Linked DNA regions of Urocitellus parryii: region 2 is linked to region 1. The links are chromatin contacts, called in public Hi-C maps. All regions are on one chromosome and are shown on one strand. Each heading gives the region's core, a stretch centred on a gene start, on an enhancer-like site or on the middle of the called end of the contact. The rest is flanking DNA. Distances are from core to core; before and after follow the strand shown.

Evidence for each region. A called contact is a pair of places that touch in the nucleus more often than the background predicts.
Region 2: a contact with region 1 is called in a Hi-C map of muscle, with 4 times the contacts expected there. The contact joins the promoter of Fancm here to the promoter of Klhl28 in region 1. A contact is called at or near these places in 2 of 2 Hi-C or Micro-C datasets (liver and muscle).

Annotation. Positions count from the first base shown.
Region 1 is chr6:55,912,852-55,919,813 of mUroPar1.hap1, forward strand. It overlaps Klhl28 (kelch like family member 28), which reads right to left and starts at 4,557. Exons shown (of 6, transcript XM_026412663.2): 1 at 4,464-4,557; 2 at 3,799-3,935. It overlaps Togaram1 (TOG array regulator of axonemal microtubules 1), which reads left to right and starts at 4,859. Exons shown (of 20, transcript XM_026412660.2): 1 at 4,859-6,962. The coding sequence starts at 5,067.
Region 2 is chr6:56,073,899-56,080,860 of mUroPar1.hap1, forward strand. Fancm (FA complementation group M) reads left to right here and starts at 3,167. Exons shown (of 22, transcript XM_077799429.1): 1 at 3,167-3,670; 2 at 4,314-4,486. The coding sequence starts at 3,169. Fkbp3 (FKBP prolyl isomerase 3) reads right to left here and starts at 1,762. Exons shown (of 6, transcript XM_026412655.2): 1 at 1,617-1,762. The coding sequence starts at 1,724.

The DNA.
Region 1 (6,962 bases), core at 3,307-5,806:
TTCAGAAATAACACAGAAGAAAGCAAGTCCCCAAAGGCGTTACTACATTCAGCAAAAGCTCCTAGTTACATAATTAACCCCTGTCCATTGAAAATGGTTGCAACAGATGTTAAATGATGTTAATTTATATAGCTTAGTGCTTAAAATGCAATAAAAATTGAATTTTCACTTTAAGTTCTAGTTCTGACTCAAGACAGAAATGCATAAATGCTTTGGAACATAATATAAACTAGATAAAAATAAGTAAGTCATTCTACAGGTATAAAAATAGAGCCATAATTTCTTAATGTTATTAAAATTTTGATTCAAGAAAGTAAACAAGATTCAGAATAGAAATCCAAAAAGGATAGATTAACGTATATAATCAAATAATACAAAATTCTAAGCAAATAATTAAATATACTAATTTGAGTTTACTTTCTTACTCTGAACAATCACTTTCCAGTAGATATAGTCTTCCGATGTTCCACAGTACAAATGTAGAATATACAACCTCCAAAAATAGTTAAATCAATTAATATTTGTTAAGTACCTACCACAGTGCATGGCATGAAGCAAATACAATAAATGGTATCATTATAATTATTTGTTAATATATCTTTCATTTGCACAATACTTCTTAAACAATACAAACTTTTAATAGTTTACAAAATTCACACTGATTTCCAATATTCCTAAGTGTCTGTAAAATTTAAGAATACAGAAAAAACTATAATGATTCATCCAACAAATTTATTATCTGACTCAAAATAATGCTTTAGGGCAATTGTGTTTACCTTGCTTAAAAGCAGTTAAAGAATAAAGGTATGTAACACATATTCCTGTAATCCATTAATCATTTTTGAAACTGAAAATTTTAGCATGTTTAATTCAAATTTGCAATTTTCAATGGATCCTTAAACTACCTCCTTTCAACTTTTCCAGATATATTATTAATAAAACAACTAAAATGTTTCACTACAAACTCTGAAATTTGATCAAAATATGTTCCCTATCTATACTTACGTTTCAAAATAAAGGTTTTTATACTCAATACACAAAAGACTCATAATTCGAGAATAAGATTTTTTTTAAAAATCAACATCATTAGCAATCAGGGAAATGCAAATCAAAACAACACTGAGATTTCCTCTCACTCCAATTAGAAAGAAATCATCAAAAATACAACTAATAAATGCTATAGAGAATGTGGGATTGTAAATTAGAACAATCACTGTGGAAATCAATATGGAGATTTCCTAATGGACTAGGAATGGAATAACCATAGCACCCAGAAACACCACTCTTCAGTATTTTTCCAAAGGAATGTTCATGTTCATAGAAGCTCAATTCACAATAGCCAAGTTATAGAATCAGCCTATGCATTCATCACCAAATGAATAAATAAATAATATATATATGTAATTCACCCATAAAGAAGACTGAAATTATGTCATTTGCAGGAAAATAGATGAAACTGGAGCATCATAATGAGCCAATAAGCCAGACTCAGAAAAGGTCATATGTACATGACCAATATAACTCCACCTCATGTTTAACAATAAGAATAGGATCTTTTATTATTATTATTATTATTATTATTATTATTATTATTTAGGTATAAATGGACACAACACAATGCCTCTATTTTTATGTGGAACCCGGGTCCCGCCCATGCTAGGTGAGCACTCTACCACTAAGCCACAATCCTAGCCCCAGAATGGGATCTTAATTAGAATAAGTTATAGTCAATATATGTGTAACGTGTCAAAATACATTCTACTATCATGTTTATCTAAAAATAACAAATTCTAAAAACGAAAAAAAAGAAAGGGTCATATGTTCTCTCACATGCAGAAGCTCAAAAGAAAAAAAAAATTTTTTAAGCGACCTCATAAAACTAGAGGGGAGACCAGTAGGGTTGAGGAAGCGGGAGAGAGAAAGGGAAGGCACTGGGTTATGAAACTGATCAAGTAATGTTATGTGCATGTATATATATATCACAATGAATCCCACTATTATGTATAATGATATACCAACAAAAATGGATTTAAAAAAAATATCCTTTGTATCTGTAATAGATATAAATAGAACATAACTTAAATGGATAAGATTCATATTCCACAAGATAATCATAAGAGATAATCAGTAAGAGACATGATGATGAAATCTCACTTCCTAAATATACACTATAGAGACTAATGCATCTTCCAAGTCTTCATCAAGGAGACAAAATGTAACAGATATAAAATAAACTGTAATTTGTAACATAATGATCTACAAAGGCCTGAGAAGAAGAATAATCAAAAGACTATTTGGTTTGTTCCCAAGAACAGGACATGACAACTGCTTGACTTAAATTTAAGTGTCCAAAACCTCTAAAAAGTATTCTTTATTGAGGGAAGGGGTACTTTTTTAGGGGAGTGGGTACTGGGGATTGAACCCAAGAGCACTTTATAACTAAGCTCTTAATTTTTTATGTTGAGACAGGATCTCACTAAGTTACTAAAGCTGGCTTTGAACCTATGATCCTCCTCCCTCAGCTTCCCAATATGCTGGGATTACAGGTATAGGCCACCACACCTAGCAGGAAGAAATAATTCTTTTTATTTATTTATTTATTTATTTATTTTTTAGTTGTCAATGAACCTTCATTTTATTTATTTATATGCAGTGGTGATACTCAAACTCGGTGTCTCACACAGGCTAGGCAAGTGCTCTGCCACTGAGCCACAACCCTGGCCCCAAGAAGGAATAATTCTTAAGCTTCTACCATAACTGATTATGAAATATCATTCAAGAGCTTCCAATTTCTTTTTCTATGATTTGGTGATTATCATGAAATCTCTAGTTATTAACCTGGCTTCCCAAAATCTTGGATATAGCAGAATGCACTGGATTATCAACCCGAAAATTCTTATCAGTGGAAAGGATTATTTTCTATTCCAACTGGCATTCTATTGTGTACATTCTAACTTGTACATCATTCTCCTTTCCCTTCATTTGGACTAGCTTCCTGAAGGCTGAGCATACAAGAATAAAAAGATGCATTTGAGTTTCTTAGATTAGAAACATGAAAACCAGACATTTTCATTGACAACTGCTACAATCCTATCTTGATTTTCACTCCTATGCCCTAACTCTGTGCCTAAAAAAGAAAAAGGGCAGAAGAATTCTTTTGGTTAACTGAAATATGCTAGCCAAACCAAATCTAGGCAGATTCATTTGTATATCAAAATGACTAAGGAAGTAACCACTTTGAATTTAAACCAAAACATAGGATACATATTTATGTAGCCTCCTTTTCCCAAAGGAAAAAAAAAACTATGATATGCAAATTGTGCTATAAGGCAAAATTCAGAAATAATTTCTGAACTTGCATCAGCCAGAAACATTACAACATGGTTTAGCATATATGCTAAATTATTCTAGGATTTTAAAAATTATTTGGGATATCCCATCCGATACAGAACAAGGCAGCAATACTTTAAAGTGTATAAATTTCGGACTTCAAATTATAACTGAGTTTTTTCATTAGGTTATTCAAAAGTAATTGTATTATTTCTTTAAAAATTTCTCTCTCTAGGCTGGGGCTGTAGCTCAGTGGCAGAGCACTTGCCTAGTATGTGTGAGGCACTGGGTTCAATCCTCAGCATCACATAAAAAATTAAATAAAATAAAACATCGCTCTTCCACACTCTGAAACATTCAGCCTCATACCAAGACATTCCAGCTCTTCAATCTACTTAAGTTTCATTTCCAAGGGCAAAATGCATATCAAATTCTCAGTTCGCCTAAAACAAAGAAATATCTACCAACCCTAAATCCACAGGGAAGAATTCTCTTAGGACCGTGATGACAAGAACTTCCATCGCTACTGAAATTGTCTTTGCAATCTCTGTCTCTAGGAGACTGAAAGGCTGCAGAGACGCTTGAAGATCCTGCTGGGAGTTCGGCTGGAGGAGGGAGGAGGCGGGGAAAAGGGTGAGTCCCACAGAAGAACTGCATCAGAAGACAAGACTTTGAGAACGTCTAGAGGGAGGAGGTTAGTTATAGGGGAAACATTTATCTCCAGATTATGCGCGTTTCAAAGAGAACTTAAAAGTGATGGGGGTAAGAAAAAGTGACAGAAAACAATTGACCTTCCCCAGCCAGAGGGTTATGGGAAGTACCAAAAGGGGACCTGGGAGAAAAGCGTGGTGAATAAGGTCCCCAAAGATCGGGAATTGGAAAATAAAATTAACCCGTCTATGAGCTTGGCTTTGGTCGGGATCTCCTGTACGAATAAACGGATAGGAGGAGGAAAGGATCACACTATTCAGGGTTGTAGGGAGTAACGCGTTTATAACGGTAACGAGCCCTGCAGAAGAAGATGTCGCCTTTCCCTGCCTGCTCCCGTCCACTCCTTTACTTCTATCTCCAGTGCCACTTGGGCAAAACTTTGCCAAATATTGCATCGCTGGAGGACAGCAAAGGGAAAATACCTGAGTCCCAGGAATCACACCTGCAGCCACAGGAGGTGGAGCCGTGGACAATTGAAGCCGGGACAAGATCCTCACTCGCTCTGGTCAAGCCTCAACTCTCACGGGTGGGGCGGGGAACTTCCGCCCGGAGCAAGGACAACGTCACTTCCGCCTAACACCTTTTTTTTTTTTTTTTTTTTCCCCCCCCACCCCCAGTACCCGCCCTCCTCTCCGCCCTAGTTACGTTCCAACGTTCTGACTTCCTCTTCCCGGACACTTCTGCCTTAACATCTGACGTGGACTTCATGACCCAGCATTCATCTCGGCGGATCGATTTCCGGGTCAAGAGGTCCGCTCTGAGTACATCACCATGGAAGCGATCGGTTTGGTCACGTGGTGCTCCTGGTTCCGCCCGGTGGCAGCTGTGGGGTCTGGGACTCTAGCGGGGGCCATTTTACCAAAAGGCTGCCTCCCGGAGTAGGAGGCGGCCTGGCAGCTGGCTCTAGGTGTTCCTTTTCCTCCTCTGCAGTTTGGGGCTTGGGAAGGAAGTGAAAGGCTGGGCTTCATCGAGCCCTTCGGAGACGGCAATGGTTCCCTTCAGCCTTCGCTACCTGACCACCCTCCATGGCGGCTGCGCCATCCTCGCTGCTTCTGGTGCCGCCCCTTTCAGCCGCTTATGCCTGTCGCCTCCAGAGCTGCGGTCGCCCTTCCGCCCCAGAGACTGATGATAATCGAGTTGGGGGCACCATGAGAGGAGAGAAAAATTACTACTGCCGCGGAGCTGCCGGGGACCACGGCTCCTGTCCCCCTACACCTTCACCTCTGGCCTCAACCCTCTTGTTGCCGGCAGAGGCAGTCTCAAGTAGTTGGTCTGGGCCTGGAGGTGGTTTCTCAGGGGGAGATGAAGAGGAGACTCGGCTCTTTCAGCTCTTGCGCACCGTCCCCGATCCTTCCGAGGCTTTCCAGGCTTTGCAGGCTGCTTTGCCACGGCGGGGCGGTCGACTTGGCTTCCCCAGACGTAAAGAAGCATTGTATCGGGCCCTGGGCCGAGTGCTTGTGGAAGGAGGTAGTGATGAGAAACGACTCTGCTTGCAACTTCTTTCCGATGTTCTCCGAGGTCAGGGGGAGGCAGGCCAGCTGGAAGAAGCTTTTAGTTTAGCACTTCTGCCTCAACTAGTTGTCTCCTTACGAGAAGAGAATCCAGCTCTGCGGAAAGATGCGCTGCAGATTCTGCACATATGTCTGAAACGTAGTTCTGGACAGGTGCTAAGAACGCTAATACATCAAGGTTTGGAAAGTACCAATAGCCGACTTAGAGCTTCTACTGCACTACTGCTCCCCATCTTACTTACTCCTGAGGATTTGTTGCTCGGCCTGGATCTCACTGAGGTAATAATATCTCTAGCCAGAAAGCTTGGTGATCAGGAGATAGAAGAAGAATCAGAGGTAGCTTTTTCTGCACTTCAACAAATTGGTGAGAGACTTGGCCAAGAGAGGTTTCAATCCTATATCTCTCATCTGCCATCTGCACTGAGGAGACACTACAATCGCCGCCTGGAGTCCCAGTTTGGAAGTCAAGTTCCTTATTATTTGGAACTTGAAGCCTCTGGATTTCCTGAGGATTCCGTCCCTTGTGCAGTGGCTCTTTGCAATAGCAATCTTAAATTTGGGATTATTCCTCAGGAGCTGCATTCAAGATTATTGGATCAGGAAGACTATAAGAACCGAACTCAGGCCGTTGAAGAACTAAAACAGGTGCTGGGAAAATTTAACCCTAGCTCTACCCCTCATTCTAGTCTTGTTGGTTTCATTAGCTTGTTGTATAATTTGTTAGACGATTCTAACTTCAAAGTGGTCCATAGCACACTTCAGGTCCTGCATTTACTAGTTATTCGTCTTGGAGACCAAGTCCAACAGTTCTTAGGACCAGTTATAGCAGCTTCTGTCAAAGTACTAGCAGACAACAAATTGGTGATCAAACAGGAATACATGAAAATCTTCCTCAAGCTAATGAAAGAAGTAGGTCCTCAACAGGTGCTTTGTTTACTCCTGGAACATCTTAAACATAAGCATTCCAGAGTAAGAGAGGAGGTGGTGAACATCTGCATCTGCTCCCTCTTGACTTATCCCAGTGAGGATTTTGACTTACCCAAATTGTCTTTTGATCTTGCCCCAGCTCTTGTAGATAGCAAACGCAGGGTTCGGCAAGCAGCTCTAGAAGCCTTTGCTGTGTTGGCATCATCAATGGGCTCAGGTAAAACCAGCATCCTTTTTAAAGCTGTAGATACTATTGAACTGCAAGATAATGGAGATGGACTGATGAATGCTGTGCAGGCCAGATTGGCTAGAAAAACCCTACCAAGGCTAACAGAACACGGATTTGTGGAATATGCAATGCTCATGCCATCTTCTGCTCAGGGTAGGTCAAACCATTTGGCACACGGAGCGGATACAGACTGGCTTTTGGCTGGTAACAGAACTCAGAGTGCACACTCTCTCTGTGGTGATCACACAAGGGAT
Region 2 (6,962 bases), core at 1,917-4,416, 160 kb after region 1:
ACTGTAAGTTGACAAATGGACACCAAAATACCACTACTGAAACATCAAGTTGTGGCAGGTTCATCTCAAAATCAGGTAATGTTAATGTCAAATAATTTTCATGATGTCATTTTATTTTATTTTGCTTCCTTTCTTGACTTGTGGTCCTTATTAGAGTTCTCCATTTTATTACTTTTTCAAAGTTGTCCCTTGGTGTCTCCTGTTTTTCTTTCTCTTTTTGTGGTACTGGGAACTGAACAGGCCTCAGGTATACCAGGTAAGCACTCTACCACGGAACTACATCCCTAGTCCTTCAGTTTTTCTAACATTATCACTACTCCATTTTTCCCCCTTTGCTTTTGCTTTCCTTCTTTTGAAGAAATGTTCTAAATGATAAAGGCTGACTGGAGAAAGGAGATAAAGTTGATTATCTAGAAATCAGTTGCATAGCACTCATGACTTTAGGAAAAGTTCAAGAAAAATACCTAAAATATAAACATCTCTTGGATGTAATCAATAAAATGATGACTGTAAAATATAGCAAATATAGGTTTATGTAAGTGAATGTTCCACAGAGAACACGCATTTAAATGATTAATGTTATATAAATATAATACAAATCTCTGGAATTGTCCCACTTTGGCCTGCATGACATTAGATTCACATTGGTATGATCTGTTTTATAAGAATTTAATGAAATACAATACTGAGGTATTGTTACAATATTTGTACTCATTTCTATTGTTTCAGTTGAAATATTACTCGCTTAAGAGAAAATAATTTCATTAAAATGGTATAAGATCCCTGACATAGGGTCTTTTCCACCGATTCCCAAAAGCAGGAAAATAATAACTTTAAAACATAGGTTTAAATACGTGAATGATCACTAGAGAAAATTCATTTAAATGACTCGTAGTTCAGCAATTATGAAGGTTATAAAGGATCTTCATTTCTGAAGGACAAAAAAAGTCAGGTCTGACAAAAATAACCAGAGACTACAATTGGGTGGTTATGATAGAAACTATGCTAAAAAAATTTAGGGCACACATCATAAAGAATACCAAAAAGATTTCTTAATCTGATTGTTTATAACTCTGGGAGACCACTGTGTACTCGTAACTTCGTTAATACAATGATGAAAATGGTTCAATATTTTTCTAAGAAGTTCAACCACAATCTACAGGCTTTTGAAAAATCACATGGATTAATGTTTGTTATTCAGTGAATTGGTGAGGAAAGCAAGGTGCACATACAGTTCCCACGTAAATTTCAAATTCCTCTCCATTTCCCTAGTAGCCAGCATTCCGCTCCAGGGTCTCACCCAATCCTATTCCCCGCCTCAGCCACCAACATCTCCGGGTTCCTTTTTTCTGGCCTCCACCCTCATTTAAGGATCCCAATGGAGTTTTAATTTAGCGATTGCAGCCTGCATGTCTCAGAAAATAAGGCCATTCCCCCGCGGAAGTAGGGCCGGCCCGTGGGGCGGGAGCGCACTGGGGCCGCTCCGACCTTCCGCGCCACGGGCCGCGGGAGGGCGAGGGCGGGGGCACAGAGGAATACGGAATGCATGGGCATCTCCAGGGGGGGTGAGGCGTCCCTCAGCTGAGCCAGCCCGGCCTCCCAGCCGCCTCTGGTACCGAGTCTGAACCGTGATCCTGTAGAAACTTGATAATGTCCTTCTTGGGAAGCTGCTCACTGCGCAGCTGCTCCACGGTCCACGCCCGCTGTGGAACTGCCGCCGCCATCTTCCCCCGCCGCCTCTGCTTTACTGAGCCAGCCCGCCTCACTTCTGCGCCGCCCCGCCCCTGGGGCGTGGCGTGGGCTCGCACGGAGCTTGACGGGGCGTGGTCACTGCGCTACCGGGTGGGATTGGTGCCTGTATTTGAGTGACGTCAAGGCCGTGCTATTGAGGGCTTCTTTGTTGAGTGGGTGTTAAAACCCTGCAAAAGTGGCCACGCCGGTCGGCTGCGCAGAAAACGTCCCGCAGTATTATATTCTCGTTTGGACCTCTTGTGGGGCGACCTCTGATGGTAGTGATGTTTACCAGCCACTATCCACACTATTAATTACTATGGCCTGCTATGCCTTAAAGGTCCAGTCTATAACCTGCTTAAAGAAAACAACATTCAGACTCCTAATCTCATTTTTAGCTAGTTACATCCTAATGATTCATCTCTGAATTGGCTCTGTCCTTGTCTATTAGAACAATCCATACCAAGCTAATTCCTTATTAAAGCTCACATAAACGAAACCTAAATACAAACCCCTTTCTTCCTAACGAAAAGCGAAAATTTTGTTCAGAAATTTGAATAAAATAAAGAAGCTGTACTTTAGGTTGCGACTTACTGATGATGGGTGGCATTATTAATGCTTATAGCAGCTACGTGGTGTATTTGTACTTTTCATCAATACAAGAGGGAACAAATTTTGTACATTAAGTCATTAGGTTTCAAGTAGAGAAGCCAGGAATTGCATCCAAGTCCAGGTAGGCTATAACTAACGGTAGAGTAATCGCACATCTAAATTCACTGCTCTAAATCTGTAGTAAAGATGAAATAGTGGAACTTCAGAATACCTTTTATTAATTTTCTAACGAATAACGGGACCAGCCTACATTCACTTTCCTTTGAATAGTAAATTGTTAGAATAATGGCTTGCCAATCCCAACACAGTGAAACGATCAGGCAGTTTTCTCAGTCTAGAGAGAGGAATAAGATATATCCTTAATTTTATCCACGCTATTTTGATTTTCACCACATCACCTGACTTAAGTGCTCAATAACGTTAACTTCACAAAATTATGAGCATTCCATTGTCTCCGGGATCTCAAGGTCATTTATTTTAATCATTGTAAACGGTATCACGTTCGCAATGACTCGCAGACACCTAATCGAGGGAAACGGAACTCAAATTCAGAGTCTGCTAAAACTGTGAAGGGGACTAAATTTAGAGCAACTCCTTAGCAATGCGCATGCGTCTCCAGGAGGTCATGGAGTATTTCCGGAAAGCAAGCCAATCGTACTCCCAACGCAAACTCAGCGGCGGCATTTTCAACTGGATGCCTAGCTGTGGTTCCGCCCTCTGGTTCCTTAGCTTTGTATGCAGGAAACTGATGGAGCTCGGAACTGAGCGGGTAAAACCGCTGTGGATCTCGGTTCCTGAAATAAGCTTTTGGTGGACTTCAGCCTCATGAGTGGACGGCAAAGAACGCTTTTCCAGACGTGGGGCTCAAGCGTTTCCCGATCGGTTGGGACTCCTAGTTGCAGCTCCGGAACTGAACGGCCTCAGGCCTGCTCAGAGGCTCATTTATCTGCCGCGGCTGCGTCTCAGCCGGAGTCGGACGATGATGTGTTACTAGTCGCAGTGTACGAGGCTGAGCGGCAGCTGAGTCTAGAGAATGGCGGGTTCTGCACCTCAGCGGGTGCCCTGTGGATCTACCCCACTAATTACCCTGTGCGGGACTACCAGCTGCGCATCTCCAGGACCGCTCTGTTCTGCAACACTTTGGTGTGTCTTCCTACCGGGCTGGGAAAGACCTTTATTGCCGCCGTGGTCATGTACAATTTCTACCGCTGGTTTCCTTCCGGCAAGGTTGTTTTTATGGCCCCCACGAAACCCTTGGTGACACAGCAGATCGAGGCTTGCTACCAGGTGATGGGTATCCCACAGTCCCACATGGCCGAAATGACAGGTATTTGAGAAAGGATGGGTTGATTTGAAAATAAGAGCTTTATTTCTAGGGATGAACATACGTTGTGGTGGAAATAGAGCTAAAGAAATTCCTGATGCATGTGGAATACTTACTAGATCCAAATATTCTCATCTTACATTCTTTCGGAATGTGGTAGGCCCAGCACTGATGAACAGGATTGTTTATTAAACCTTCAGAGAATCCCTGTGGTTTGTCAGTATTTTGAAGCATTCGTGTATTATATCCCTTGGGCATTCTTACTAAGAATGATTTCCCAATTGAAGAATTTGCTTCGCTTCTAACATTATGCCATTTTGCAGGAATTATAAGGACAGTCTATTTAAATGATGCTCTTTGACATTTGGGGCAAATTGGAGATTTAACATGTAGCATTTCAATGAGTTGTTACATTGTTCTCCACTTAAGCACATTCCTAAAGCATGATTACATTTTGAAGATAGGCTAGACTGTTTTTGTTTTAAAAATATCAGTCTGGGGCTGGGGATATAGCTCAGTTGGTAGAGTGCTTGCCTAGCATGCACAAGGCCCTGGGTTCAATCCCTAGCACCACAAAAACAAACAAACAAACAAACAAAAAAAAACAGTCTGGAGTTTAAAATATAGACTTTCACTTTATTTACAGGTTCCACTCAAGCTTTCACCAGGAAGGAAATATGGTGCAGTAAGAGAGTCCTTTTTCTTACACCTCAGATCATGGTAAATGACCTTACTAGAGGAGCTTGTCCTGCTGCTGATATAAAGTGTCTAGTTGTTGATGAAGCTCATAAGGCTCTTGGAAACTATGCTTATTGTCAGGTAATAATTTTGTAAAATAATATTTAGTAGTTTACCCATATTGTTAAGGAGTATTTTGGGGGATAGTTATTAGTAGTGGAACTTACTGATGGTACTCTAAAAGCCTTAGATTTATTTATGATCTCAACAAATGGTGATTGTAAATAATTTTCCTTCTCCACTCAAATACCTCTACTCTCATTTTTTTTTTTTTTTAAACATTAACAAGACCACTAGCGTGAGATGTGGATTTTGAGAGCCTGGTTATGGTTGGGGTAGTGATTTAACGTAGGAGATGGGTGATAAATTACATGCATGTATGATTATGTCAAAATGAACCCAACTTTTAGGCATAAAGTAACGCACTAGTTAAAAAGTAAATAGATAAAACATAAAGTAGAATCTTCATAGTGTTTGGAAACTAAGCTAATCCAAAGATTGGTAGTAGATTTGTGGGGCCATTCTTTGGCAACTGGATAGGATAATACTTAACATCATTTTTCTAAGGATTAAAAAACATAATGTATGCAGAATGCCTAACAGTGCCTTCCACTTGAGTACTATAGGGATATAAAGTATAAAGGTGGAAATGGTGGAATATGGTTGTAAAAGTTATTCATCTCTTTCACTAAATGGAATTAACCTTCTATTTACCTCTTTTATTGAGGAAACTTTACTTCTTCTATTCTGCTTAAGGACCACATTGTGAAGGCATTTGATAGTTTGAAAGCACTTAATAGGCCACTGGGGATATAAATGGTAGATACTCATTAAAAAATGTTTAGCTGAGGTGATATAATTTGTGAGATTGGAGGGGTGAAGGCTAAAGGCAGAGTATCTGATGTGAGATAGGAGGAAAGTAGGATAATTCCCCGGTTTCTGACTTGGAGAACTGAATATGTGAAAGTTCTGGAGGCAGAGCAGATTTAGGTGAGCATGGAAAGCTCTTGAGTGCCATCTTAAATGCATTGAGTTTGGAGGTGTCTCAGAAAAATCCATGTATAAGATATTCATTAGACACTAGGTGATAATATGGATCTCAGTGGAGAGTTTTGAGCTAGAAGTATTTGGGAATTATCAGCATCTAGGTAGTAACTAAACTTTTTGTAATAGCTGCCAATATTAGGAAGAGGGTCTAGAGTAAGAATAACAAAGGGAAAAATTAGAGAAAGTTAACGTCATTTAATGTGAAAACATGATTTCACCTGCTATTTTATGAATTTGTAGTTTCCTTGCAGACTTTGTTATTGTACTCTATTTCTAATATCCTGAGGAAAACCCTCATCTTTCTTATATTTGATCTTTTAAAATATATCCAGGAGGGCTGGGGATGTGGCTCAAGCGGTAGCAAGCGCGTGCGGCCCGGGTTCGATCCTCAGCACCACATACCAACAAAGATGTTGTGTCCGCCGAGAACTAGAAAATAAATATTAAAATTTCTCTCTCTCTCTCTCTCTCTCTCTCTCTCTCTCTCTCCCTCCCTCTCTCTCCTCTCTCACTCTCTCTTTAAACAAACAAAAAGAAATATATCCAGGAAATGTATATGTCTTTTCAATTATGTATTGAGATTTCCACTTTATAGGGATATTTTAAAAAATTGTTATAATTATATGGGATTAATTTTGTAAGTTATATTTAACTTATTTATTTTCAAAAAATTTCTAGGCATTAGGTTTTTTTTCAAACTGCCAGCTTTATGATTTTATTGCATACAATCAAACATGGATTTGAATTTGTTAATAACCAAATAGTCCTGAGTTTATGCTACGCAAAGATTCCAGAGTTAATTTGCAATAGGCGCAACAGCTCCATGAAGCATGTAGCTTCCTATGTTAAGAAAACACAGCACCATTTCCTCTTTTCCAAGATGACTTAAGAATCCCTCTTGATAAGAAGCAATGTATTTGGCCTATTTTTCATGTGTAACAATTTTGGAAAGTCTGTTGGTACATGTGGCATATAACAATAAAACTATTTCATTCTGAACTGCCAGAACTGGTTTATAATCTGAAAGAACATTTTGAATTCTGGCTATCATAGAAAAGGATTTTTAAAAGACACTAATCCAACAAGTGATCTGTTTAGATCATCTTTCTTGTTGCATTTTTTATCCTTCAGTGATATCTGAGGACATCACTTATAACTTATCACTTCTGGCACCAAGGATATTTGTGTTCCAACAGTTTTTTTTTGGGGGGGGGGTCATGCTGGTGATTGAACCTAGGAGGCCTTACATATGCTAAACAAGTGCTCTGCTACTAAACTACATCAGTTCTTAATTAGAATATTTCTACTTAGGTCTCTGTTGAGTATAATGTTATTTCTTCATATGTAATCTGGGTTATGTTAAAAATTTCATAAATAATATTACTGAGTCTTAATCAGGATTCAGAATGAGTCTCATTAAACCTAAATCATTTGCTTTTCAGATAATAGACAAGTGGTAGTTCCACTCTGAACTATCACTGCCATTGGAATAATGATAATAGACTAGATA